Regions from separate parts of the Mus musculus genome. Here all the other regions are linked to region 7. The links are chromatin contacts, called in public HiChIP or PLAC-seq and promoter capture Hi-C maps. All regions are on one chromosome and are shown on one strand. The core of a region is the stretch at or near the end of the contact, and the rest is flanking DNA. Distances in the headings are between cores, read along the strand shown.

The links. Promoter capture Hi-C pulls out the DNA fragments that hold promoters and counts their contacts. HiChIP or PLAC-seq counts read pairs in DNA pulled down with a chosen protein or histone mark.
Region 1: a contact with region 7 is called in a promoter capture Hi-C map of liver, with 4 times the contacts expected there. The contact joins the promoter of Hsp90aa1 here to the promoter of Cdc42bpb in region 7. A contact is called at or near these places in 3 of 39 promoter capture datasets (the 3T3-L1 cell line and liver) and 2 of 115 datasets of contacts at active chromatin or transcription factors (pancreatic cancer cells and trophoblast stem cells).
Region 2: a contact with region 7 is called in a promoter capture Hi-C map of cranial neural crest. The contact joins the promoter of Kif26a here to the promoter of Cdc42bpb in region 7. A contact is called at or near these places in 2 of 39 promoter capture datasets (cranial neural crest and pre-B cells).
Region 3: a promoter capture Hi-C map of liver shows a contact between it and region 7, with 3 times the contacts expected there. The contact joins the promoter of Aspg here to the promoter of Cdc42bpb in region 7. A contact is called at or near these places in 2 of 39 promoter capture datasets (liver and pre-B cells).
Region 4: a contact with region 7 is called in an HNF4G HiChIP or PLAC-seq map of pancreatic cancer cells. The contact joins the promoter of Wdr20 here to the promoter of Cdc42bpb in region 7. A contact is called at or near these places in 3 of 39 promoter capture datasets (liver and stem cell-derived epiblast-like cells), 2 of 484 Hi-C or Micro-C datasets (embryonic stem cells and muscle stem cells) and 2 of 115 datasets of contacts at active chromatin or transcription factors (embryonic stem cells and pancreatic cancer cells).
Region 5: a contact with region 7 is called in a promoter capture Hi-C map of liver, with 2.4 times the contacts expected there. The contact joins the promoter of Dync1h1 here to the promoter of Cdc42bpb in region 7. A contact is called at or near these places in 2 of 39 promoter capture datasets (both in liver) and 2 of 115 datasets of contacts at active chromatin or transcription factors (astrocytes and microglia).
Region 6: a contact with region 7 is called in an H3K4me3 HiChIP or PLAC-seq map of bone marrow-derived macrophages, with 6 times the contacts expected there. The contact joins the enhancer-like site here to the promoter of Cdc42bpb in region 7. A contact is called at or near these places in 1 of 484 Hi-C or Micro-C datasets (rod photoreceptor) and 4 of 115 datasets of contacts at active chromatin or transcription factors (bone marrow-derived macrophages, embryonic forebrain, embryonic stem cells and 1 more).

What each region holds. Positions count from the first base shown.
Region 1 is chr12:110,694,484-110,698,381 of GRCm38.p6, reverse strand. It overlaps Hsp90aa1 (heat shock protein 90, alpha (cytosolic), class A member 1), which reads left to right and starts at 1,987. Exons shown (of 11, transcript NM_010480.5): 1 at 1,987-2,130; 2 at 2,702-2,863; 3 at 2,964-3,330; 4 at 3,678-3,811. The coding sequence starts at 2,702.
Region 2 is chr12:112,143,898-112,147,732 of GRCm38.p6, reverse strand. It overlaps Kif26a (kinesin family member 26A), which reads right to left and starts at 1,525. Exons shown (of 16, transcript NM_001097621.1): 1 at 1,327-1,525; 2 at 777-1,019. The coding sequence starts at 1,368.
Region 3 is chr12:112,105,368-112,108,804 of GRCm38.p6, reverse strand. It overlaps Aspg (asparaginase), which reads right to left and starts at 2,122. Exons shown (of 15, transcript NM_001081169.1): 1 at 1,832-2,122. The coding sequence starts at 1,913.
Region 4 is chr12:110,735,901-110,739,590 of GRCm38.p6, reverse strand. Wdr20 (WD repeat domain 20) reads right to left here and starts at 1,591. Exons shown (of 3, transcript NM_027149.4): 1 at 1,314-1,591. The coding sequence starts at 1,562.
Region 5 is chr12:110,599,817-110,603,397 of GRCm38.p6, reverse strand. It overlaps Dync1h1 (dynein cytoplasmic 1 heavy chain 1), which reads right to left and starts at 2,003. Exons shown (of 77, transcript NM_030238.2): 1 at 1,544-2,003. The coding sequence starts at 1,793. It overlaps Gm35558 (a long non-coding RNA gene), which reads left to right. Exons shown (of 2, transcript XR_381950.4): 1 at 1-2,645; 2 at 3,034-3,581.
Region 6 is chr12:110,434,904-110,438,776 of GRCm38.p6, reverse strand. No RefSeq gene overlaps it. Among named protein-coding and RNA genes, the nearest start is that of Ppp2r5c, 10 kb to the left of the region's middle. Within about 2 kb of position 1,861, at least 72 of the 459 cell types and tissues checked have an H3K27ac peak or open chromatin away from gene starts, as enhancers often do. A contact at or near this core is called in bone marrow-derived macrophages and rod photoreceptor, where this site is marked.
Region 7 is chr12:111,375,649-111,379,580 of GRCm38.p6, reverse strand. Cdc42bpb (CDC42 binding protein kinase beta) reads left to right here and starts at 1,863. Exons shown (of 37, transcript NM_183016.2): 1 at 1,863-2,484. The coding sequence starts at 2,310.

The sequences.
Region 1 (3,898 bases), core at 738-3,237, 680 kb after region 7:
CTTGACTTGTGGTTTTTATGCAAACAATTAAAAATCAACACCTAATAGTCCTGGCACCCAACACAAAAGGCCAGTCTTAGGGAAAAGGAGTGGCCCTGGAGAGTACAGCTGGGGACGATGATACACACCTCAACAGGAGCAGGCAGATCTATGTGAATTCAGGGCCAGCCTGCTCTGCATAGCAAGGGGTTGCAAAATGTGATCCTGTATAAAAAAAGCTAATACCTCAAAAAAGAAAACTGTTTCTACTTAATGCCCCCACTCAGTTCAGAGAGGGGGGCCAGAGGTCTTTCCTCAGCTGCTGGGAAAGGGCCTCGTTCCCTGGAGGGAGGGCGAGATGGAGATGGGTGACTTTCTTCCTCTCCCAGAGGAAATTGCCTGCTGTGTTTTTGTCCACAGAGCACATTCTTTCTTCTTTCTTCCCCCCAACTCCCCCAGACAGGGTTTCCCTGGTTGTCCTGGAACTCACCCTGTAGACCAGGCTGTCATCAAACTCAGAAATCCACCTGCCTCTGACTCCCTCCCGAGTGCTTGGATTAAAAAGGCTTATGCCACCACTGCCTGGCTTCCTCTTTCCCGGCTTCTTTTCTTTCTAAGCTTTTATTTATTATTTTATGTGTATTGGTGTTTTGCCTACATGTATGTTTGTGTGAAGGTGTCAGATATTGGAGTTATGGACAGCTGTGAGCTGCCTTGTGGGTGTTGGGAATTGAACCTGGGTCCTCTGGAAGACCAGTCCATGCTTTTAACCACTGAGCTATCTCTCCAGCCCTTTTCTTTCTAATCTTAGTAATCGTTTTGTCAGCAGGAAAAGATGCGGAAATAGGAAATACAGGGTGGGAGTAACCCAAAGGAAAGGTATGGGGAGTGAAACCGAAGCCTATATTAAAGATAAACAAACAAGGAAACTATCTTTTGGGTCACGTTAATCGCCCAAAGTAACTTCGTATGTACACCATATGAAGGTGCTTCAAAAATCAGGATAGAGTGTTTTATATGACCATTTTTTGACTGCGTGTGCCTGTGCACCATGTGTGTTCCTGGTGCCCGTGGAGGCCAGAGAGGATAGTTTATTTCCAAGAACTGTAGTAACTGGTGGTTGTGAGCTGCCTTAACGTGCGTGTTTGGCACCACTAACTGCTCCCAGCCATCTCTCTAGTCCTTTACACTTATTTTCACACTGTGCGAGTGTGTGTGTGTATGGGCACGTGGGAGACACAGCGCTGAAGGCTAGCTTTTTTTCCCACGCTCTGGGTGGCAGATATCAAACCCAAGCACCTTTACTGGAAGAGCCATCTTTCCAGCCCCAAAATTACAGTAAATTAAGGTAGCACAAATTTGATACAAAATCCCTCACAACGCCCAATTTGAGGGTCATAGCTTTTGGTCAAAGAGAAATCCCCAAGCACTCTGGACGGATTTGTAAGACCCACCGTGTAAGGTCTCTCAGTAAGCCCACTGTAAGGCTTCAGAACACACTCCAGCGGGGTCAGCCCTGAAATTCAGACTACGCAACCAGAACCCCAGTCCGGGAGGCGCCCCACCCATCAAGGTGGAAGCCAGGGGGGGGGCGGGACTCGCCTCCTGCGGGGTCCGCGTTCCCAAAGGGAGCCCGAAGGGGGACCTTTTGCCTGCAAGGACCTAAAGCGCCGCAGAGGACCGCGAGGTTCACACAACACGCGCGCGTTCCCATGGGGACGTCCCTTTTACAGAGCGCCGGGGAAAAGAAGCCTTAGACCACAGGGCTCACATGGAGGCTTCAGGCGCATGCGCTGGCCGGCCCGTCCGCGCGCGCGCGTGCGGCCCGGGAAGGCGCCCGGCCCGCCGAGCGTTCCGGACTGCGCATGTGCAGAGCACCTGGCTGTGGAGGAGGGGCTTGCGTTCGTTCTCCGCGCGGGTTCGGCGCGCTCCAGGTGGAGGGGCGGGGCCCGTCCATTGCGCAGGCGCGGGCGCGCGGCCGAGGCGACGGTTGGGGAGGGTTCTTCCGGAAGGTTCCGGAGGCTTCTGGAAAGAAGCGCCGCGCGCTGGGCGGGCCCGCCTCTATATAAGGCCGGCGCAGGGGGCGGCGCGCCAGTTGCTTCAGTGTCCTGGTGCGGAGCGTCACGTCTCGTGCGTGTTCATTCAGCCACGGTGAGTGATGGCGCAGGCGGACTTAGCGGGGGCTTGGGGAGCAGGGCCGTAGGTTGCTGGCGCCGCGGCGGCAGCGGGGCCACCATCCGAGTTCCCTCAGCCCGCGGAGGTGGGCGGCCATGGCTTCCGACCCTAGGCCCCAGGCGGGCCTCATATCTACGCCCCAGGCCGGGGATGCGGCAATGGCCGCCGAGGAGGAGCGGTGGCGGCGGCGAGGCGGGCGCGGGGCGAGCGAAGCGAGGGTTGGGCTGTCGCCGGTGCCGCCGAGGCGCGGGCGGGCGAGGGAGGCGCCATAGCGGCGGGTTGGGGGAGGGTGGCCGTTAGGAACGGCGTGCGTGGAGCCGCCCGGGTCCGAACGTCCTCCCGGAGGCGCGCACATGCGCTTCGTAATTACCGCATTCTGAAATGAGGTCATCCCTTTGTCATCCACCCCCCGCCCCGTCGCCCTTTTCTATTTCGTCCCTTTCTTAGTCCAAAATAGAGTCGGTAAGAGACCTCTATAGAGGAGGGGCGGTCGTTAGCACGCCTGCAGCCATTCTGTGAGGCTTTAGAGTCGTCCTCTGTGTTCCAGATGCCTGAGGAAACCCAGACCCAAGACCAACCAATGGAGGAGGAGGAGGTCGAGACCTTTGCCTTTCAGGCAGAAATTGCCCAGTTAATGTCCTTGATCATCAATACCTTCTACTCGAACAAAGAGATCTTTCTGAGGGAGCTCATCTCCAATTCATCGGACGTGAGTATACCACTTGGAGGATTGGACGTTGCTTTCCCTGAAAATTTCACCTTGGGGTTTGCGCTTGACGGTTTTTTCATTTTTAATCTTTTCTTAATAGGCTCTGGATAAAATCCGTTACGAGAGCCTGACGGACCCCAGTAAACTGGACTCGGGGAAGGAGCTGCACATCAATCTCATTCCCAGCAAACAGGACCGAACCCTGACCATTGTGGATACCGGGATTGGAATGACCAAGGCCGACTTGATCAATAACCTTGGCACCATTGCCAAGTCGGGCACCAAAGCCTTCATGGAGGCTTTGCAGGCTGGTGCAGATATCTCTATGATTGGCCAGTTTGGTGTTGGTTTTTACTCTGCCTATTTGGTTGCTGAGAAAGTGACTGTCATCACGAAGCATAACGACGATGAGCAGTATGCCTGGGAGTCCTCAGCTGGGGGATCCTTCACAGTGAGGACTGACACAGGTAGGCATAGGCCAAAAGGAATGTATTCAATTGTAGGGGGTGTCTGGTTAACTTCAGTAAGTGCTTGAGAGGGTTAACTTGGAGAGTTGAAGAGTTAAAGAGCAGTCTGGCATACATAGCCTTAGTGCTAAGTCCTGAGCTTTTCAACAAAATTGTTAATCTAAAGGGAGCTTCAGGACCTGGGCTAGGAAATAGGAAAAATGTATGGCTGTTTGCTCAGTTGTACATCTTGGGCAAGGAAGTTAAAGCTTTGGAGACCTTTGCATTTGTGGGGAAGGTTAGCTGCTAGGAAACCTCCAGCAAGCATGGAGGCTTTGAATAGTAACCATTGCCCTTTTCTTTTCCAGGTGAACCAATGGGTCGTGGAACAAAGGTTATCTTGCATCTGAAAGAAGACCAAACAGAGTATTTGGAGGAAAGGAGAATAAAGGAGATCGTGAAGAAGCATTCTCAGTTCATTGGCTATCCCATTACTCTCTTTGTAAGTTACCTACAGGGTAAATTTCATATAATTGAGATAACTGAGGCTGTTTAGAGTTCTGTGAACCTGGTGTTGTACTAGACAGAT
Region 2 (3,835 bases), core at 276-2,775, 770 kb before region 7:
CCAAAGGAAACCCAGGGTCTCCTCCTAACCACAGCACTCCTTAGAGGTACTGGGACAGGATGGGGACTACAGGCGCTTCCCAAGGACTGTTCACCAAGGCTGAAGGTTAGAAGCAGCTTCCTGTGGAGACCCCCCACACCCCTGCATTGCACACTTCCAGAGACCATTGTTCCCTGGAACAATACTCCAGTTCTTTACATGCCTGGCAAGACTGGCCGGAAAGCCCAGTAGACTCCTCTCCCACCAGCGCCTGCCTGCCATGCTGCAGCCTGGGAAACCCCGAGGCTCAAGAGTCATTACCCACACGGAAGGCCTGGGCCCCAGAGGCAGAGAGCCAGGGCAGGGCACAGGCCCATAACAGACACTGAGTAGGTATGGGACAATGATGCACGGCCCCCGGGTGCAGAAAGGGGCCCACTCTCTCACCTTTTATGCCCTCTCTATACAGGCATGCCAATGTCCAGATGCCCAAAGTGCCTCACCATGACAAGCCCTGCCCTGGGAGTGAGGTCCCGTCTTCCCCTTTTCTACCCCTCCCAAACACAGACTGATTCCAGCTGTGGGACATCTGTGGCTAGGAAAGAAATTTACCCAACCCCCTATGACACGCAGCAGGCCTCCTAGGGTGAGGTGCACCAACACACACTCTTGCAGACTATGGCACGGGGTGGGGGTGGGGGCACGATGAACTCGCCACGCTCCAAGCCCCAGCCCCAAAGATTCCCAAGTTCCAGCCCTTCCCTGTTTGAGATATGGCCTGAAGAGGGGTCACTTACCCGGAGAGGAGTCCCGGGCCCGCTGACCAACTTCCACGCCTGTCGTTTTAGCTCCACGAGCTTCGTGTGGCAGTGGCGGCACCACCCGCCCCCACCGGCCGAGTGGCTCTGCTCAGCGCTGGCCCCGGCGCCCTCCGGAGCAGGGCGGCTGCTGCATGGGTCTTGATCGAGCCCGGCGGGCAGCCTCTTGCGCGGGGATACCTCAAGTGGCGGGGTCTCTCGAGCCGGGCCGCACTCAGCCACCTGCGGGGGTTGGAGATGGGACAGTAAGCCCAAACCTTCGCGCGGCGCCACTGCGGGACTCCACGCGGCCGACTCCAGACCCAGTCGCTCACGCCCCTAAAGCCACGCTCGCACAAAAGTTAGGGCCCTGGATGCAACGCCAGGAGTCCCTGAAGAAGAAGCCCCAGCCCGACGCTCGGGGCCCCGTCCCGCTCCGCGCCCCACCCCTAGAGGGCGCTGTACACCCCGCTAGCATCATCGTTGTCCTGGGCTCTGAACCCGGTGCCCGTCGAGCCCAGCCGCCCGCTCCTAGCAGGGCCTTGCGTACCGCGGGCTGCACCGCACACAAGGAGGCGCCGCGGCCGACCATGGCACGGTCGCAGGAAGGGATACGTTGGCTCTCGGGGTACAGTGGCTACGTGATCCGGCCCAGGGGCACCCCCATGGCCAGGCCTGCTGCTCTGAAGTTGGCAGAGCAGGCGAGTGGCGGAGAGCACGCTGTGGACGCGACCGGCTTGCTCCGGGACAGGCTGGGCGGGGGCGGGCCAAAGCTTGTAGGGGGAGGGAAGGGGGCGGGACGCCAGAGCGCCGCCCCCATCCTGAGCAGAGCCAAGTGGGCGGGGGTCCCGCTCCTCCTTGCGGCCCCGCCTACTGCTAGGACCCCCAACCTGTTAGTTGAGTGTTGATGCGGGAGGGGCGGTGGGGGCTGCCGAGACACAAGTTACGCGCACGCATGCGCCTCTGTCTCTCCTGAGCGAGGATGGAGTGCGCCTCCTGGGAGGCACCCAACACTCTCATCACTTTGCGAGCGGGAAAACTGAAGCTTTTGCCCAAGATCGCACAGCACGAAAGCGGGTGGGGGTGGGGGGATGGGGGGTAATGAAAGGGGCTGGACCCGGGCCAACGGCTTCCCCAGAACACCCAGAGCACTTGAGTGTGTCTGGCCATGCTTTGGCGCCAACTGTCTCTCATGGATGAGGGTCGTGTTTCAAGAAGTGCAGTGAGGGGCTACGAACTGTCTCGAAGTGTCCTTGCAGCCGCGCCTGTGCCTTAAAATGGATTGCACACTGAGCCGCCTGCGAAGTGGGAGGAAGCGCTGCGGCTTGGCCCTGGGGGTGTGCCGGACCTGTTGTCTGCCGGCCTGGCAGATGGGGAGTTAGCTCCGGAATTAATTGCCTGTTTGTCTCCGACCCGGAGGTCTCCCTCCTTCCCCAGCGACCAGTTGTTGCTCTCGCCCAAGTCAGACCCCAAATGTCACCACCTTCTGAGGTCGCGGGGGACTCCGGCCCAAGCTCTGGATCAACCCGAAACCCCAGATAGGAGCCAGGCGGGATCTGCGGCGTGGCTCCCCGTGACACAAGCGCCACCTGCCGGCCGTAGTGAGCACAGGTTTCGAGGGCGCAGAGACAGGACACCACGCGTTCTGAGCGCAGAGCTTTCCGCTTGAGGCTGAGACTTAGGACAGCTGAGCCAGGGTGATTCAAGGAAAGACCCTGGTCGGACATCCCCAGAGCAGTCAGACCTTCGCACGGTATAAGGTCTGTCAAACGACCTCTCCTTTCCCCACCTGGACCCTGCTTACTTAGCCCTCCACTCCTACGCACTATTGGCCAAGAGTGGGATGAAGATCCGGTTTTCCAGGTCATCTACGACTTAAAAGAGTCTGTAAACACGACAGGAAGTCATGAATAAACTGGGAACGGGCTCCCCACTTTCTGCAACCCCCAAGCCTCCAGGCCCTTCTCAGCCTTGCGAAGGGAAGACAGGCAGGCGACGGCCCACCATGGGATCCGGGTAGCCTCAGGCACCACCCTCCTCAGTCCACCCCTGCAAGCACTACAAACAGCGTCACCCCGCCCGCCCCTCTACCGCACTGAAACAAACACCCGGGGCCCAGGAGGCTCATACATTGTTATCGACTTACACACACGCACACATACTCCTCACACGCACACCGAGAAGCATCACCCGGAACCCAGGGCCTGCGCTCATGATGGGCCACACCCGCAACTTCACTTCCCCGCACCAGCGCGGTTCTTCGGGAAGCATACTCTACGTTCGAGTTCCCAGAGGACACAAAAACACAGCTCCACAAGACCCCGGGATGCACCAAGCAACCAGAATGATCTCAGAACTCAGATCACCTCCCCCTAGGCTTTTTCCTCGCCCATCCCTGCAAGGTGAGATAACCGCGATCTCTGCGCTACGCTCTCCTCCGTGGAAGATCGCTGCTCAAGGCTCGGGTTCCAGCGTAGCCTCGACTAGAGAGGGAGAATCAAGCGGCATCAGCTCGGGAAAGTGCAGATACAGGTCTCCGCCCGGGACCTGCCGCGTTTTCGCGGTGCTGCGCAGCAAAGTCGCGGGACGGCGTCACCACTGCCAGCCCGGCCCCGCGAGCTCTCACCTTGCCTCGCCGCCGCAGGAGGTGACTGGTGAAACCCAGGATGATGTCTGAGTCCAGGCAGAGCGACCCCATCTCTAGCAGGCTTGGAACCTTTCGGGGCGCGCCGCGGGGCGGCTCGGGGGACCCCGGCAGCGCCATGGAGGAGTGGACCGTGGGCAGCGTCCTCGAGCGTCTCCCGCCGCCGCCGTAACCACCCCTCCCGCGCGCACCCTGGCCGCGCGCCCGCCGTCGCCGAGCCCCGCACGGCGCCCGCCGCCCACCAGGCCCCCAGTACTCGGCGGCCGGCGCCCCCCCAGCCCTGCGCTTGCTCCGCGCCGAGCGCCCGCGCTGACAGCCCCGCCCGCCCGCGCCGACAGCGCCCCCTCAGCCCGGGCGGCGAGCCGGACACGCGGACCCGAGTTGGGGAGAGGTGTGTAGAAGAGAATGGGGGACC
Region 3 (3,437 bases), core at 873-3,372, 730 kb before region 7:
AGGCAGGGCCTGCAGCCCACAGTTCAGCAACCTCATAGCAGGGCACACAGGGCTGCGACATTGCCTGAGCCCCAGGTTCCAGGCTTAGGCTTTACCCAGTTTGCCTTGCTTTGGGTTCTGCCTCATTTCCAGAAATGAAAATCTCCCTTTTTTAGAAAGTTAAGGTGCCCATTCCTATCTGCCACACATGAGGCAGGCCCAAGGCTCTAAGACCTAGCACTGACTGCCCATTTGTGTGTGTAGATCCCCCTCGAGGCCATCAAAAGCCACATCTCTTTTCTAGTTCTCCCTTGTTCCCAGAGGACTAAGCCCAAGGCTCCCAAAAATTGCTCTAAAGAGTGACAGTGGTGGCACACGCCCTTAATCCCAGCACAGGCAGAGGCAGGCGGATTTCTGAGTTCGAGGCCAGCCTGGTCTACAGAGTGAATTCCAGGACAGCTACGGCTATACAGAGAAACCCTGTCTCGGAAAAAAAAAAAAAAGTGGAAAGGGTCAGAAGCTGTAGGCCGTGGGATCCCATGAGGGCCTGGGATGGGTTTCTGGATAAGCTGGTCTGGGGAGCAGAGCCCTCAGCTTAGAACCGTACTGTCCTGGGGTCTGAAGCCTGCTGCCATTTTGATCTCCTTGGGTGGTGTGTCTGCCACCCTGAGGAAGGAGCTTCTAAACCAGGCAGATGCCTGTTGGCCTCCGTCTCTTCCCAGGGCTTGCATATCCCCGGGGGGTTCGTAAGGGGCCTAGAAGACCTTCACCCATCTGAAAACCCACACCTTACTGACCTGGGCCTTCAAGGATTCATTGCACTTTCCTGACCCATCATGTTCTTCCACTGTAGCACACACGGGGACATCCAAGGGGCACGAGGCACAGTGTCACCACAGGTGGGACTGTGCGCAGAGTCCACTGGTCCCTTAGCTTGGGCCACACCAATTAGGTTCAACAGGACTGAAGTCGCCCAAGTGTCAAGCCGAGAGGGGAAGAGTCCAGGTGGGACAAGGTCCCGGTGCATAGGGCCAGTCCCTGTTCTAGGCAGTTCTGAAGCCTCCTCTCTAAGCTGTGTGCTGGGTTCCTCTCTCCTTTCCTCACACTGCACGTCCTGGTCTGGCCACACTTCTTCCTCAGCCCAGCAGCCACTCCTTCCAGGAGCCTGTGTTCTCAAAGGAGCCCTCAGAGAGTGGCCCCACTACAACCCAACAGCACACACGGTGCCCACTGCAGTAACTGACCCGCTAGCGTTCAGCTTCTTAATGGGTGCTGTTGCTTTGTCATCAGTCCAGTGAAGGCTAAGCAAATTGGCCACGACCTCACCTGCTAGTGGGGTGTCCCCGGGGGGCATTCCCCAGGTTGTCTCGACCAGAGGCAGCAGAATGTGTCAGAGGACAGACTTCCAAGCCCCTGACCCTGGTGCCCAAGCTCCTTGAGCAACCAGCTTGGCCCTCAGTTTAGGAAAACTAAAGGTTCTCTGCAGGGAGAGAGCAGGCAAGCAGCTCTGCCTGAGGCAGTGTTAGTCCCTCAGAGGAAGCTAGCTCACCCTAAGGGCTTTCATAGGCTAGAAGGTGTGGAATGTTCCAGCATCCTTCCCAGCGCCCCAGGCACAGAACAGAGCAGCCTTCCATGGTCCCTCCTCCCCCCATGAGTCTCATGGCTTCAGGGATAGATAACTTCAGGTCAGGAACATTTACTCTGCCCCTCACCCTTTCTAGGGCCGGGGCTCCAGCCACCAGAGCTCCCAGAGGAGAAAGGGTCCTTTCTCCCCTTTCAAGAGACAGCCCCAGAGTTCCCAGTGGCCCAGCCCTGAGGTTGTTCTGCTTAGGGCGTGGGGACACAGACTTACCTCCGCCTTCGCTCCGCATGCCGATGGTGCCGCCAGTGTAAATGGCCAGCAGCCGCCGCTCTGGTCCCATAGCACGCGCCATGGCTGAGACAGCTGGCTCCTCAGTGGGGACAGAGCCAAAGGGAAAACAAGACCGGGAAGCGGAGGGGACTGCAGGGTGGGGCTTACTGGAGGTCTGGGGCTCCTCTGGTTGGTGGGAATTGAAGATCCAAGGTAGGCTGGACCTCGGGGTGTGGAGGAGGAGTCACCTTCAAAGTAGAGAGCGGGACACTTGGACTCTTGTAAAGGGCAGGAAGAATGTCTGCTAGGGATGGGCTGAGACCATAGGAGGGTGGGGCCTCAAAAAGGGGCGGGTTTTCTGGGTTTGCCTTACCTAACTCAGGCCAGGGACCTCCAGAATGCCCAGTCAGGGCCACTCTCCAGTCCCAGTCTAGACACTCTCCACAAACTCCTTGAGTCTCTGAGGGTCCGGTCTCACTTGTGATCTAGAGGCACCAGGAGGGCAGGGAAATGCAGGAGCAGGGTCTTAAGAGCTAGGAGATCCTGATGCAGAGATAGCACACCTACTGTGTTCCTGAACTTGGAGCAGACCCAGCCCTTCAGAGGGAACTGAGCACCATCTCCAGAAATGTCCCCTCCCCAGAAATGTCCCCTCCAGACTACTTTAGGCAAAGGTGGGGCTGTCTCAAAAGGGATGGTGGGCAGCGATCCCCTGCCCTGATTACTTGCTGGGAGCTCAGGCCCAGAGGTTGAGAGTTAAAGATCTCAGTGGCACAGGTTCAGAGCCTAATTGAACCTCGTGGGGTGGGGGTGGGGGTGGGGACATGATGTTTTGCTATGTCTTTAGTCTCTCTGTTTTTTGAACACCCAAATCCAACCTATAATAGCACCCCTGGAGACCCTACTTATCCCCTTGTGCATCTCCTTCAATACTGATCTGTCACCCAGGACAGACCCCACCCTGTTAACACAATTTGACTTACAAACCCAGAATACCAAGTCTGACTAGGAGCAGGCCATCTCTGCTGATATCCCAGCTCAGAAGCTAAAGCCACGAAGGAACCAGGAGGAGTCAGCGGTCAAGTTCTTGTTCAGGGAACTCAGCTCTTGTTCTTCTTGAGTTTGCCCTCCAGAGACAGGATGGCAAGGGGTTAAATGCTATGGTGGGGACAGTAGCGGCTGTAAACAGGGCACAAAGAAGGTGATAGTGCTTCCACAGGTGACCAAGGTCTCCGTGTAGAGCTGCCATGGTGACAGAGTCAGGGCAGAATGGGACAAACATGTCAGGCAGTATGAGCAGGTACCCAGGTCTAAGGCTAGAACAACACTGGCTGGTATTTGCCAACTTGACACAAGCTAGTCATTTGGGAAGAGGGAACCTCAACTGAGAAAAGGCTTCCATACAACTGGTGTGGGAGGGGCCACCCACCGTGGGTAGTACCACTCTTAGGCAGGAGGTCCTGGGGGTACATAAGAAAGCAGGTTGAGAAAGCCATGAGGAGCAAGCCTGTAAGCAGCACTCCTCCATAGCTTCTGCGTCAGTTCCTGCCTCCAGGATCCTGCCTTGTGGCAGTCTAAGTTGTGGAAGCATAAGCCAAATTAACCC
Region 4 (3,690 bases), core at 342-2,841, 640 kb after region 7:
TTCAGTTCCTACTCTTCAAACCACTGGATACTTTCCCAACCCCGAGAGAGGAGAGTCAACCAGCTATTTCCAAACGCTTCGGGAGTTCACTGACAAGAATAAAGACAAGTCAGAAGATTCACCTTGGACCAAAGAAACAAGCTTACGTTTGCACACCATCATTCCTTCCCTTGTCCTCCTAACCGTACAGTGCAACATAAACAGCAGCTGACTTTGGATATAGCCATCCCTGGGAACACGTCCTCTTCAATATGGACAACGTACTTTCCCACTAACTGAACATTTATAAGTGAATCTTCCATCACCTTGTCACATTCCGTTGGAGGTGCTATGGAGTGCATACATTTCCTTACTCTCTCAATGGTCAAAAGTTAAAATAAGCAATTCTTGCCAGTGACCAAAAAATAAAAAAATAAAATAAAATAAAAGCGCCAATAAATTGCTGCTTTTAACGAGACATTTTAAAACTCGATTGCATGCGTCACAGAATTACTGTTAAGTTCTTGGCTGGTTACTTTAAAGTAGCATTTAAGGCCTATCCCTCCCTGTTTGGGACATAGCCTGACTCGTTAGACAAGATAAATCTAGGCACGCTCACACACAACACCTCTGAAGCAACTTAGCCTATTTGAAAACATAATTCCAACCTCCCTAGTCTTGAGTACTCAGCCCTCTTACACTGCAAGGGACAGAATGACCCTCTTCAAAAACCTTTCGGGAGACGGTTCCCTCCGCGGAGACAATGACAGGCGACCTCCCGGAAAGGTTTTTGGAAACAGTGCTGACACCAGGAGAAGTGTCAGTGCGGCAGCAGGTGGAGTAGCCCTGCGTGCCGAGCAGGTCCTTTCTGACCTAGTCTCCAAGTCCTCCGCCTCCCTGTCCCGGTTCCGCCTTACGGACCTTTCCAAGCCGCCTCGCGTCCCGGTTCTCTCACCCAGGGCAGGACTCTCGAGCCTCCCGGGAAGCGAGGCCACCTAAAACGGCCGCCGCACCTCTTCCGGGGACTCGCAGGCCCGCTCCCGGGCGGGATCGGAACCTGACAGACCCCGCCGGGGGAGGAGGCGACCGGCTACTCCCGGGGCATCTCCGCGACCCGGCTCCAGAGCCCCCTCCTCCCCTAGGAGGCAGCGCTGCCGCCGGCGCCTCACTCCCGAAGCCCCCTCTCCTCCGGAGCACCTCAGCGGAGTTACCGGCCCACTCAAAAGTACAAGTGCCGGCCGCCCCCACCGGTCACCCCGGCCTCGCTGTCACCGCCCAGCTCCCGGCCTCGGCCCGCGCCGCCGGCGCGCCCCCGGTGACGCCCGGGTCGGTACCTTGCGGACCCCCTTGTAGATATAGAAGTAGAGCTCCCGGCCCACATTGAAGCAGAGGCGGTCGCCGTTGCCAGACTGGTCGTTGAGGTTTACGAAGGAGACGCGGACAGGGTTGGATCCCTGCGAGTTGAAGGGCACCCGGTTGGGCCGGCTGTACTCCGAGTGCTGCAGCAGCTTGTACAGACCTTCCCGGGTGGTGAATTGGGTCTTAATCTCGTTCATCTCCTTCCCTCCTCCCTCCGTCGCCATCTTGGAAAGCAGCGTTCATCCTGCCCTAAGTGCCCGGATCACGCCCACCGCGCAGGCGCCGTCCTCGGCCGCTCGCTTTCTCCACTCCCCACCCCCTTCTCCGCGGCCCCGCCCACTGGCGAGCCAGCCCCCACGAAGGCGGGCCGAAGCGAAGGGGGCGGGCTAGTTTTTAATGGTCCAACTGCGCACGCGCGCTCACCTGGCGCGCTCCACCCGGAGGGGCGTGCGCAAGCTCCTCCCCTGGGTGCCGCCCTCCTGGTGCGGGTCGAAGCGAGCGCGCTGAGCGTTGGTGCGGGGCTCCTGTCTCGCTCTGCAGCTTCGCTGAGGGACCCGATCCCTAAGAGACGCCACCGCGTTGGCCTTGGCCAGCTGGTGGTCCCGGCAGAGCCTGAGGCGAGCAGTGAAGTCCGGTGTTTGGACGTGTATGTCCCAGCTGTCCGCGATCCTCCCTGGGAAGCTAGGGAGGACTCCGACGGTCCGCTTGGGTGCGGGGTACCGATGCCTGGTGACAAGCCCCTCTACGTCTCACAGAAGATATCGATGGATTGGGCTTTATTACAGCTCAGGGTTTGGTTTGGTTTGGTTTGGTTGGGTTGGGTTGGGTTTTGTAGGCGGGGTGGGAAGAACCGCATGAATGTACAGGACTTGTGTTTTCAAGTCTCACCTGAAACCTTCCTGGTGAGCATTGGCTTGTTCTTGAGAAAGTAGGTTCTGTCGGAACTTCTGTCTCCTGTGCCTCTTAATAAAGGTTAAGCTAATTGATTTTCTTAAAGCCTCAAACGGAACCTGAAGTTGTTTGCCAGGAGAACCATCGAGTTGTGCTGAATATCCTGTACAAAGTATTAGGTGAAGGCAAGCGCACACATTAAAGTAGGACCTAACAGTCACCATTTGATGCTTCGATTTCTGGGTGTGTGCACTGGAATACAAAGGCTTCTAAAGTGATAAACGTTAAAATAGAATTCTAGAGCGGAGAAAATGTTACACGAAGAATGACCTATCCCTGAGAAATCCTGTCTGTAGAGCGAGCCCAGTACACTGTGGGCACCTGTGCTTCCAGACAGAAGGAATGCCTGAGCCCGGAGCTGGGAGGCTGCTACCCGAGCCCACAGACCGAGACTCCAACCTCACAAAAATTAATTGTACACAAGGGGGAGTGTTCTAAAGAAGTATAAATCATAGCCATTTTATGTAGTGGGAAGCAAGTACAGACACAGTAGAAACTGTGCCAGTGATGTAATAAGGCATTTGACTAACATCCTGTAGAACTGGCAAAAGAAAAAAAAAAAAGCACTACAGTAAATCCTTTTTTTGTTGTTTTTGTTTTTGATACTGTATTTCACTAAATAGCCCTGGCTGTCCTGGAACTCAACCAGAGATTAGGCTCCAACTCAGAAATCCATCTGTCTTTAACTACCAAGTGCTGGGCTTAATGGCATGAACCACACACCCAGCTTTAAAATCCTTTTTTTTTTTTTTTTTTGGTGGTTTTTTTTTTTTTCTTTTGGTGTTTTTTTGAGTTCTGGATCAAAGGCATGTGCCACCATCACCTGACTTTAAAAGTCTTCTTAATACATCCCTAGAATGCACTTTAAATTTCATTTTGTTGTTATTTGTCTTTTCCTATGAATGCAAATTTGTCTTTTCCATAAAATGCAAATATGGATCACAACTCTTAAAAATACTAGGGGGTGTTCAGTGGATAATCCCAAGCTCCCATAGCTATGCTATTTTGTACCAAAAACATGTTTATAATGGTCATCTTGAAGGATAAATAACAGCCTGAATTATCTAAAAAGAATTCAGTTTGAATTTCTAGTTAATGGGGGAAAATATACTTTGGGAGGGGACACCTCAGCCAGCAAAAACTGAAAAAAAAGTATATTGACCTTCAACCATAATATTAAATTTCCCATGAGACCAATATACTACTGAGTATGATGACATATGCTTTAATTTCAGCATTTAGGAGGGCGAGACAGATAGACATTAAGGCTGTCCTGAGTACTACACAGCCCACAAAGGGCCACATACTGAAACTTTGTCTTAAAAAAGTAAAAGACCACTATGCCTTAAGATTTACACTGGGAGCTGGAGAGATGGCTCAGCAGTTAAGAGCACTGGCTGC
Region 5 (3,581 bases), core at 754-3,253, 780 kb after region 7:
CTGAATAGACACTTGTTCCATTCCACCCTTGATACAAGACGGACAGATATGAGGAGAACAAATTACTAATGACAGAGCAAAGAGAAAAACTTGGGGATTTTTTTTCGTAAAGAGAAATCATGACTCATGGTTTTTGTGTTTTTATATTGAAATCACTAATTTCAATACACAAACTGTGCAACAAAGAATATAAAAGAATTAGCTAGGGCCAAACTACTCAAAATCGTTAAAAACATAGGTTAAAAATGTATTTTAATAAAATGTATTTTCACATACCCCGCAAAAGAGCAAGTAGGGATCAAAGGGCTCACAGGGCCCTGCTGGGGCAGGGTTCCAGATGACTTTCATTTCAGATATGTTTCAAATTTTCTACAGTTACATGGTCTTTTGGACAAAAATAGATTTCCACGCAGGAATAAATACAAACTCCAATGTAAAGGAAACCATCTTCAGTCACACTAACACTAGCCAGGCACTAATAGCATCCTAATGCTTTAGACATTGTGTGTAGATTGAAGAAAAATATTCTGCTATCTTCTAACTGCAGGCCCAAACCAAGGCTGTGTGAACATTTTGTAATTAAGAATAGCCTTAAAGCGATACAAACTATCGAAAGGACAGCCACTCTGGTTTTCTAACGGAACCACACAGCCTTTGGAACTCTAGGGAACTTGCTAGCAAATATTCTCAGTCCATCTTCAATCCCTAAGGGCTATTTTACTTTTAAACAGCACATCTGGGTTCCTAGGGAAATGCCACACCCATTCGCCAGCATGTCATACAAGTTCCCCAGATGCTACAAAGTGGTTTTAAAGCCTCAAGAAGGAAGGAGTCCTGCAAGCAAGCCCCCTATTCCAGATCAATCTAGGGATGTTGTGAGAGTCTCTGCTGGAGGACACAACGGGAACATGTCAGCTTCTTTGCCTCCTTCCCCAACTAGGTAAGCAACAGTTCTTAAGTCTTTGAAATCAGACTTAAATGTCACAGAGCTGTCATTAGGGTCATCTAAGCAACAATTTCAAGCCATGATCAGCAAAACAAGCAATTTGGACTGGAAACTGATATGCTGAGTCTAATCTCAAGGTCCTGTATTTTAGCTGGTGACCTTGGACCAGCCACGGGACTCAGTTTCCTGGTTTGTAAAACTGGGAGATACACCCACTCAACAATGATGCTGCGAGGCCAATGGAGGCCTACGCGTAGGCAGCCGCAGACAGCAGAGATGCTGGGTGACCAGGGCCTGCCCACTCCGGCTCCCGCCAACCCACCGGTCCCCGAGCCCACCCAAGGGCCAGCACCTAGGCTGTCCTAGACACACTCTTCCCAAAGCGAGCTAAGCTTGGATACGAATCGAAACCAAAAAAGCTCATGTGACTCTGGAGGCAGGGATGCGGCCCTGTGCCCAGCCGGGACCGGGAGACGCTGTCTCCACCCAACTCGGCCATCTTGAGAAGCCGCGGAGACAAAGCGACCCCACTGTGCGGGCGCTGGCGGTCCGGGCACCCTAGCTGCTCCACGCGACCGGGGAGGGGGCGCCGCGCACCTTTGAGGGTGGAGCGCTCCACCAGGACCGTGTGGACCTGCGGGTCTGACAGGAACTTGCGCATCTGCTCCAGGGCGCTCTTCTCCTCCAGCGCCGCCTCCAGCGCAGCCGGCGCGTCGCCGCCGTCCTCCAGCAGCAGCGGCACCAGCTTACGCAGGTGCTTCTGCAGCACCGCCACGTCCGCCACATTCTGCACCGCCGACACCTCCAGGCCGGCCGAGCCGTCCTCGCCGCCGCCCGGCTCCGACATGGCGGATCCACGGAAGGGAGAGAGATAGAAAGAGAGAGAGCGAGAGCCGAGAGGAGCGGCCTCCGGCACGAGAGAGCAGTGAGCGAGGGGAACCGGCGACAGGAGACGCTCTGCCCGCTAACCCGCGGCCGACTGCGGACAGCGGAGCCGGCTCCGCCCTAAAGGCCGCCGCTCCCGCCGGCCCCGCCCCGCCCGCTGGCTGCAGCCACCGGCGCCCGCTCGCGGTCGGCGTCGCGACGTTACGCATGCGACTGGAGGCGGGGCTATGTGCGGCGCCGCGTGGCCTTTTGGGACTTGTAGTCGGAGGGCAGGGCGGGACCCATTACTCTGCGCAAAAGTGGTCCAGGAACCGCGTCTGTCTTCATTGCCAGGTGGCAGAGAATATCACAGAGCCAGCCCCTCAGGCTTCATAAATAGTGTTTTAAGGATGCATTGACGAGAATTGACATTTAGTGAGAGTTCATCCTCTGCCCGACATTGCTATTAATAACCTGAGTTCTCCCGTTGAATGAATGGAGTCTGGAGTCCCAACTGCCCAGTCGTTATTAGATACACATTGGGAAGATGAGGACGTTTTTTCAGAGGAGATGAGGGGCATGCCCACAATGACTTCGCTAAACTGGATAGGGAGAGAGTGGAAGGGAGATGATTTTAGCTGAGGAACTGGCGTCTGAGGAAGGGAAGGTTAGGTATGGGTGGAGCAGCAACTGCAGTGCAGTCTAACGGTAGGCTAAAAGAAACCTGGATAGTAGGAACATCAAGCTACGATGGGACCTGGCTTCTGAACACAGTGTCATTTACCAAGCGAGGGTGATGTAAGAGAAGGACGCATGAGTGAATCCACTGACAACGGTAAGCTCCCCATACCTGCAGCACCCACCGCTCTGTGGGTTCGGGAATCTGGATCGGCAGGAGGCAGGGGCTCAGATTGCTCCTAAGTTTCCCTGCATCTGACCCATCACCCCTCCTCCCATACACGGAGGACAAGAAGGGCAGAATCTCTTTGCTTACTTTCTTAGGGTTAGTAACTGGCCTTTGAAAGTTCAGGTCATAACTTGCCTGTTCAATTGGGTAGAGGGAACTAAGCCAAAATGATCTTTAAAAATATAATAATGCCGAGTTAGAAAGCTGAGTCCTGATTGGTGGGATGATGGTGGTATGACTTGATTCTCCCAAATCATCTTTGGAATACGGGAAGCCCTACAATATGCTTATTCCTTGCACAATTGTCCTGTGCCAGGTCCCAGAGGCTGCTGATGGAGGCCCGAAGATTCTTCTAGAAGCCAGACAGAGAGAGAGACAGAGAGACAGAGAGAGAGAAAACAGATAAATATCCCCATTCTCCCTCCATCAGCCCACCCTGGTGTAATGTGTCATAAATAATCTTGCAGAGGTGAGAGGACAGACCCAAAGCTACTGTGGTGAATTGCTACTGTGGAATTGCTGGCGTACTGGCAGTGATCAATACTGAATGTCCACCTGACACTAGGTGCTGTGTTAGTGTTTCCCTCTGCCTATCCTGCAGAGATAGGAACAAGGACAAAAGACCGGAGATTCTGAAACCTGCAGGGACTTAGTGGGTGTGGGGCTGATTGCACACTGGCTGCACTGTGAGTCAGCACCTGGGAAATGCAGTCATTCAGTTATCCGAGGACTCACTCATCTGCAACCTGGCTCCACGCCAGGGGACAGATAGCAGGCTCAGACTTTGGATTATTATCATTCCAAAGAAGACAGAAATGATTTGTTTACAAGGATTTACAAGTGGATCAAACCTGTGTGCTTTTT
Region 6 (3,873 bases), core at 612-3,111, 940 kb after region 7:
TCCTTTGGTCTGTGACAGGCTCCCTATCTGGGGTGAGTATGTGTGTCTGCTGTTTCCCCAGGAAAAGTTTTGTCACCCACCACTCTTTTGCATCTTAGAAGATACCTGAAGCAAGGGTGTTGAAAGGGGTGTGGACTAAGGTCAAGGCTGGTCTAGAAAGGAAGGCTGGCATGTAATTAGAGCGACACCTTTGGTCACAGACAGTAATGAGTGTCACAGACGCCTCCCTGTGGTCTTGCTTAGGAAGCAGAGAGGCAGAACCCAGGAGGAAAGGGGCCAGTGTTCCTGTGTGCACTTCTGTGAACCTCGGTGGGCAGGAGATGGATAGAAGCAGAAAAGAACTTTTCAAGGCACAGGATGATGTCAGCTGGGGAGGTGCTGAGTGCGAACAGAGTGAGTTCCAGGACAGCCAAGAATATACAGAGAAACACTGTCTCGAAAACCAAAAAAAATAAAATAAAATAAAATAAAATAAATAAATAAAGAAAGAAAGAAAGAAAGAAAGAAAGAAAGAAAGAAAGCAAGTGAGGGTTTGCCCTGCTTCCCAGGCTACTCCTATTGGCAATTGTCTTCTCCAGCCTGCAAGGGCACTCTAGCTCTCCCTACCCCCTGAGGGAACTGTAGGCCTCCCTCTCCATACTATCAGGTCCTCCCAGGCCAGGGGTTGTCTGGAATGGACAGGGATTCACAGCACTCAGAGATGCAGGTACGGGCTTCGGGGAAAGACCCTGAAAACCAAAAGGATAAAGCCCAGGGACTCCTAAAAGCTGGGGGTCTCATAGACTGGTCCCAGAACTACCATAATAAAGATGTGTGTTCGGGTGTTGATGAAAAAAATGGGAAACCAAAAAAAATGTTTTCAGGTAAACAGAGTAAGATACATACAATCCCTTCCTGCTCTTCTCCCAAATCCCTAAGTCCAGCGGAGAAGATGAAGTGGACAGAAATAACCCGAGGTGGAGAAAGGACACCTTAAGCTCATTAGCACCCCAGATTAGAAGACTGCAGAAGCGGGGTGCAGCTGAAGTGAGGGTAGCAGAAAGCTTGTCCGATGGGAAGCCATGAGAAAGAGCCATGTTCAAGGGCTCCCCTCCAGGGAAAGGGAGATTTCACTGCTCACCCCAAGTTCGCCGTTACTGGTTTTAACAGGCAGGAAACAGATGGCAGAGTCACACGGGTTTAATTGGGAATAAGTTAATGAAGGGATGGTGGATACAGGCCTGCATGGGTCAAACGCATCGGGGGATGGAGGAGTGTGCAGTGCTGCCAGTCACAGGTGCCACCTGCTGGGCAGTGAGGGCTGCCGGGCTTGGCAAGTAGGGCAGTCAGAATCAAGTGTGGTGGGCAGTCCGGGCAAATGGCCCTACTGTAGCCCTTGCTTCCCCTGTCTTCTCCCTTCCCAGGGTATCCCTTGGTCCTAAGCTAGCCTGAGCCAGAGAGAGCCCAGGAGGGCGTTTCCTGAAGCTTCTTGTTCAGGGCCTAAAGCATGGCTAAAAGACTGGAACTGGGCCTCAAGGGGGGCCTTTGGGTAGAGAGTAGTCTGGGGCCAGTGGGGAGGCTATGGCAAACTGCCACATTTGGAACTGGCAGGCTCCGGTTTATGTGTGGACTCAGTCTCAAGCTCTTTAAAGGAATGGCTCTTAGGATGGACACCTTTGCCCCCTGAGGTCCATTGGGCAATGTCTGGAGATATTTCAGGTTGCCACAACTGGGCATGTGAGTTGCTGTTACCCTTCCGTGGATAGAGGCCAGGGTCACCCAGCAGCTTCCCACAGTCTGCAGGACGGCCCCACCAGGAAGTGTCCTCCCAGCCCCAAAGTCAGCTGTACTGCAGTGTAGAAACCCTGCTCTACACTCAGGCAGAAGGGAAGTGATGTAACTCGTCTCCTGTGGTCACCGAGTGTCAAGACAGCAGTGAGGCAGAAGTCAGAACCTTGACCACGGACTTTAGGAGGAAATTCTCCACCTGGGTGGACTTGAAGCTGGCTGCACGTGCTTCACACCGACCTTCCTGTCCCCTCCTGGTCTGGGGAGTCACAGAGAGACTGCCTTGAGTATGTGCCAGCATCCCAGTTGTGGGGGAGAGGTACTGAGTGGGCCTTTCCATTGTCTCCACCTAGGAAAATGTTCAAGATGGAACACGTGCCATTGTAACTTTCTCTTTCAATTTTACTGTAGATGGACGTTGTTCAGGCTAAGTTTTTGTGGCTTCCCTGAGCTGTGCTATTCCAAATAAAATTCTAGGTAGGAACAGGATGTCAGACATTCCACTAGCTCTGGTCAGTGAGTGTGGACTCCTTGGAGTGTCCCTCAGTGCTGTTGACACTAGAGCCGCTTTCACCCACTCGTCCACTCCTTGTATCTTCAGTGTGTGTATGTTTGCACGTGTTTGCACACGTGTGCGTGTGCATGCTCCTGCACACCGAGGTGCAAGACTGATGTCAGAAATCACCTGCATCACTCTTCCATCTTACTCATTCACTTGGGGTCTCTCAGTTGAACTCAGAACTCAGAGCTGGTTCAGCTCGTCTTGCTGGTCAGAGGGGGTTACAAGGATCCCATCTTTGCTTTCCAAAGCTGGGACTACTTACAGGCAGCTGTCATGCCCCCCTCCTCCATCCCCCAGCAATTATGTGGGTTCCAGGGATTTGAATCTGGTCCTTGTGCCCGTGTGGCAAGTGCTTTAACCACTGAGCCATCTCCCCAGTCCTTCCCATTCTTGTTTTGACTGAAGACCTAGCTGGGTCTTGTTTGCTTAATGCCCTTGGGGCTCAGAAGCCTCACCGGTTCCCAAGGCAGTCAGTGACAGAAAGGTACAGGAAGATGCACTAAGGGCAGGCTCTCAGAGGTCACCAACAAGAAGTTAGGGACTGGGCACAGTATCCCACAGCTGTAATCCTGGTACCTAAGTGTGATGGTTTGCCAGGGAGTGGCACTACTAGGTGTGGCCTTGTTGGAGTAGGTGTATCACTGTGGGTGTGGTCTATAAGACCCTCATCCTAGCTGCCTGGAAGCCAGTATCTATCTGCCAGTAGACTTCAGATGAAGATGTAAAACTCTCAGCATCTCCTGCACCATGCCTGCCTGGATGCTGCCATGCTCCTGCCTTGATGATAATGGCTCTGAACCTGTAAGCCAGCCCCAATTAAATGTTGTCCTTATAAGAGTTGCCTTGGTCATGGTGTCTGTTGTTCACAGCAGTGAAACACCAACTAAGATACCAAGTAAACTTCTTGGGTGCCAAGTAAGCCTCTTAAGCAACTTCTTTACAGGTAGCTGTGAGGATGAAGGAGCAAAGGTGGCTCTTGATGAGTCTCAGTCCGCCATCAATCTCTCACCCTTATGGGGACCTTCAGCTTTACCCAGCCTAGCACCGAGTCTGCTGTGGTCACTCATTAGATAATGGTGGGACTGGAATGTCAGGCCGGCTCCTTCCTATACGCCTATAAGATCTGGGCTACTTAGCAAGTGTGTTCTGTGTCTCCCTGGCACCTAGAAACGTGCCCCTCCTCTCCTCTCAAAGGTCGGGATGCTTCAGCCAGCGATGACTTTATTACAGTTTCTTCAGCTCCTGGAGACGCACAGTGGCGTGAAGACGAAGGGAGCATATGCCCAGGGGACTTTTACAGAGACACTTGGCCTCCGAAATCATTCGTCGTGGCTAAGGGCAAAGGGCAAAGCAGCGTTGTCATTTGTGACGTCTTGTGCTATAGTCCTTCTCAGGAGTGTCACGAAGTCCACACAGTGTTGAGACTCATTTTACCTCAGCATGGTGTGTTCCCCTTTCCTCCCTCTCAGCCTCCCTCTTCCCCTCACTCCTTTTCCTCCTTCCCTCCCGCCTTCTCTCTCCATCCTTTCCTCCCTTCCTTTCCT
Region 7 (3,932 bases), core at 614-3,113:
GTGGGCTCTCATGGATGCCATACATAGAAGATACATAGCTAGGCTTCCTCAGGCAAGAGCCAGCACCCAAGCCTCTCACCCTTCAACTTGTTGGTCACAGACTTTCTGTTTTCTAAAATATTAGCCCTCATGCTCCAAAAGCAGGCACCAAAGTAAAAGTAGTTATGAACAGGGCAAGTGAGCAAAGGGCTTCCCGGGTGGCAACTCAAATCCTTTCCCAAACTGACTAAAATGCACAAGAGGAAATTGACTACAGAAAGCTTTCTTTCTTTCTTTCTTTCTTTCTTTCTTTCTTTCTTTCTTTCTTTCTTTCTTTCTTTCTTTCTCAGAGACAGGGTTTTCTCTGTATAGCCTTGGCTGTCCTGGAACTCACTTTGTAAACCAGGCTGGCCTCGAACTCAGAGATCCGCCTGCCTCTGCCTCCCGAGTGCTGAGATTAAAGGCATGTGCCACCACGCAAGTATACTCACTGTTTCAAGTTCAAAGGAAGCTTACAGAGTACACCTGGGTCTGATCTGTCCCAGGGGTGGACGGCGTCCTAAAAGGCAGTGCGGAAACAGATCTGGGATGAGCAGACGCACTGAAGGCAGTTGGGTTGGGCACCTCAGACTGGTACCGGGGTGCAAGGGCAAAGTCCTAATTTGGAGGGATTAAATAGTCCAGCAGCATGCAATCAGAGAAGGGACTCAGAGTTGTCCGTTGGGAGTGGCTGGAAGTGTGACAGGGCCAGCCAAAGAAGACACTCTCGTGGGCAAGCTTACGGGACAAAGAAAAAGCAAGAGGGCTGTCAAGGAAAAAAAAATGCAGTTGGCTGCTCAGACTTTAGTTTTGGGTAGGATGATTCTCTTGGGCTTTAATTTTTAAGTTTAAACAACTGGGCATCACACACATGCAGTAACTCGTGAATATACTTTATATGTGTATAGATTCCTTCACAATAATAAAGATCTGACAAGGGTTCGCTCTATCCAACCTACAATACCGGGCTATTTTGCCTGCGTCTTAAAAACTAAGTTAGATACACACACATACTGACGCGCGTGAATTTTGAGGGCAGTTTGGAGGCTTATGTGTGTGCTTCGTAACCCCAACCAAGTCATACATCATTCCCAGCAGGCAGGGACTCTTCAGTCGCTTCCTGCTGGAGTCGCCATTCGGCTTTCCACCCTGCGCTTTGCCTCAGGCTCCTCTCAGCTTCCGGCTTCCAAACCCCACCTGCCCCGCCTCTGCTGCACCACAAGCCCCCATTCTTTTGAAGCAACCTTGGGGTCCACAAAGGGCTCCTCCTCTGCGGAGGTTGGGGATGTCATAAGGGATGTTTTACATCAACCTTCTGAGCCGTCCAACTGAGTGAAAGCGGCGACTCGCCTGGAGACAACAGTCTACTCCCCACCAGGTCGACACCCTAATAATCAGTCACGGGGTAGACTCTGAACCGATGAGACAGGGCACTGCGCATCCCCAGCGGCGCGTGCCCAGTGGGGAGCGCGCGTCCAGCGGACCCCGGAGCCTCCCGGCAGGTGCCCCGCCCGCGTCTCCCGTGCGCACTGGGACCCAGAGCACTGTCGGTTCACAGCTCAGACGAGCTCAACCGAAACCCAGCAGTAATGACCCGGGGGTCGCGCCGGACAGCTGCCTCGCTAGGCCACGAGGGTCGGTCCCGAGGATCGGGAACAGAGCCGAACTATGGGACCCAGGGCGCACACAGCGCGGCTGGGCGCCCCGCCCGCGCTCCTGTGCGCGTGCGCCACCCGCAATCTCGGTTTCGCACTGGGTACCCCGCCCCACACCGTCCCTACGGCGAACCGCGAGGCCCAAAGAGCGGAGGATCGCCGCGGGCCGAGGGCGGGGCGTCGCGCTGAGGTCAGCGCGGCGGCGATCGGCCCCGCGGTGGTTGGCTGCGCCGCGCTGGCCGCGCCCTGGTTGGCTTGCAGGTCGCGGGCTGGGCGGCTGGCCGGGCTGAGGTCGGGGCTCGGGCGCCGGCCGGGTGTACGCGGTGCTGGGCTCCGCCGCGGTCCGGGTCGGTGACGGCGCGCGCGAGGGCGCGGCCAGGCGCCGAGGGCGGGGACGGCGTGCGGGCGGCGCCTAGGGGAGGAGACCGGCCCATGGACCCGCGGGGCCCGGTGCCCCAGACTCGGTGCCGCCGGGACGGAGCCCAAGATGTCGGCCTAGGCCGGGCTGCGACGACAAGGACTGTGCGGCTACTGGACGCCGGGGTGCGCGGCCGCCGGGCCGGGGAGTGCTGGCTCTGACGCCGGGGCGCACGGACGGAGAGAGGCCGGCGCGTGGGGAGCGGGCCGCGCGGCACCATGTCGGCCAAGGTGCGGCTCAAGAAGCTGGAGCAGCTGCTCCTGGACGGGCCGTGGCGCAACGATAGCGCCCTGAGCGTGGAGACGCTGCTGGACGTGCTGGTGTGCCTTTACACCGAGTGCAGCCACTCGGCGCTGCGCCGCGACAAGTATGTGGCGGAGTTCCTCGAGTGGGGTGAGTAAGGTGCCGCTCGCCCCCCTGCGCCTCTCACTGCTCGCACCCGCGCCGGGCCTCCCTGGTTCTGCGCTCCGGAGCCACATCCTCCGTTTGCACTCCCCCCACTCCCGGCCATCGCCCTGGCCGCTTCCTAGACCCACCCTCCCAGTCTGGATATCATTTCCTGCAGCGCTCCCTGGGATATCCGCCCTGCCCCCGCCCCGGACTAGCCTTTGGGGTCCAGAGTCGAGCCTGGAGCTACCCCTCCTAGCCCTAGACTCTACCGGGTGGGAGGGCAGCCTCTGTGCCTTTTGCACCTCCTCACCACCCGCCCCTGCTCGGTGGGCCTTCCGAAGGCTTCGTTCCACAGCCCAGCCCCTAGGACTCCACCCAGGTGACAGCCTGTCCACCTCCCCTTGATGTCCACGGCTTGAATATCCCTTTCTTTTAGCACGTCCGAGCAGTTTTTAACTGTTAAAGGTTTTATATAAAATACAAGAACCCTCCCCCAACACCCCCAACCCCCGACTCCCTAATTGTAACCGTGTCAGACTGGTGATATTTCGGGGTGTGTGTGACAGCTAGAACTGTCACTTAAAAACTTATACATCTGATCTTGGGTATTCGGTTCATCTAGGGATCTAATGCAGTAATCATAGATCGGATGATCTATTGTGCTTTATTAGGACGAATGCTTGATTAAGTCATTCATTGACAGTTCTCAAGACAGGCTACAGTGTAAGGTTTCAACCAACCCGGACAGTAATTTCCCCTTAAGACCCTCAGTTCCCTCACAAGGACTAAGGAGGAGGAAGTGTGATTTAGGTTCAGGTCCAGCTCTGTAAATCTTGTCCTTGGTTGCTTTCGTCATTGGGCTAAGACTGTGCAGTTTGAACCAGTCATTTCTAATCTTCCGGACAGATAAGGTTGATATTTACAGGAGGAAACAAATGTGTTCCACATGCAGGCCTCCTCCTCTAACCGAAATCTAGAGCTGTGTGTAGAACTTCATTGTCCCTCAGTTTTAGAGGGCTTCTGCCTGGTTGCTATTCCGTGAGATGTTGCTGCAGCTGCTTGAGAGCAGCTAGGGGAGGTGTGGGGGCTTTGTTGTGAGGGGCCTCTCTCTGCTCTTGGTCACACAGAGGACTGAGCCCTTCCTTGAGAGCACTGGCTCTCCGGAGACTTAGCAGTGACACGATTTCCAGTTGGATAGTGAACTGATTTCACAGAGTTGCTTTGAAAGTGAGGTCTTTAGTGCACGCTGCAATCTGAGACTTCTCAACATTGGGTTTGCCATTCTTAGCACTGGATCTTGCGATCGAGGCAGTTCCGCAGTCAGGTTCAGCTGGGTGCCCTGCGCGAGGGATAGATACGTCGCTCTGCTCTGCTTGAGGAGAGGGAGGGCAGATTTTGTAATATTTGACCTTTCCAAATCTAAACAGAAGCTGCGTGCTGTCGTGTAGACA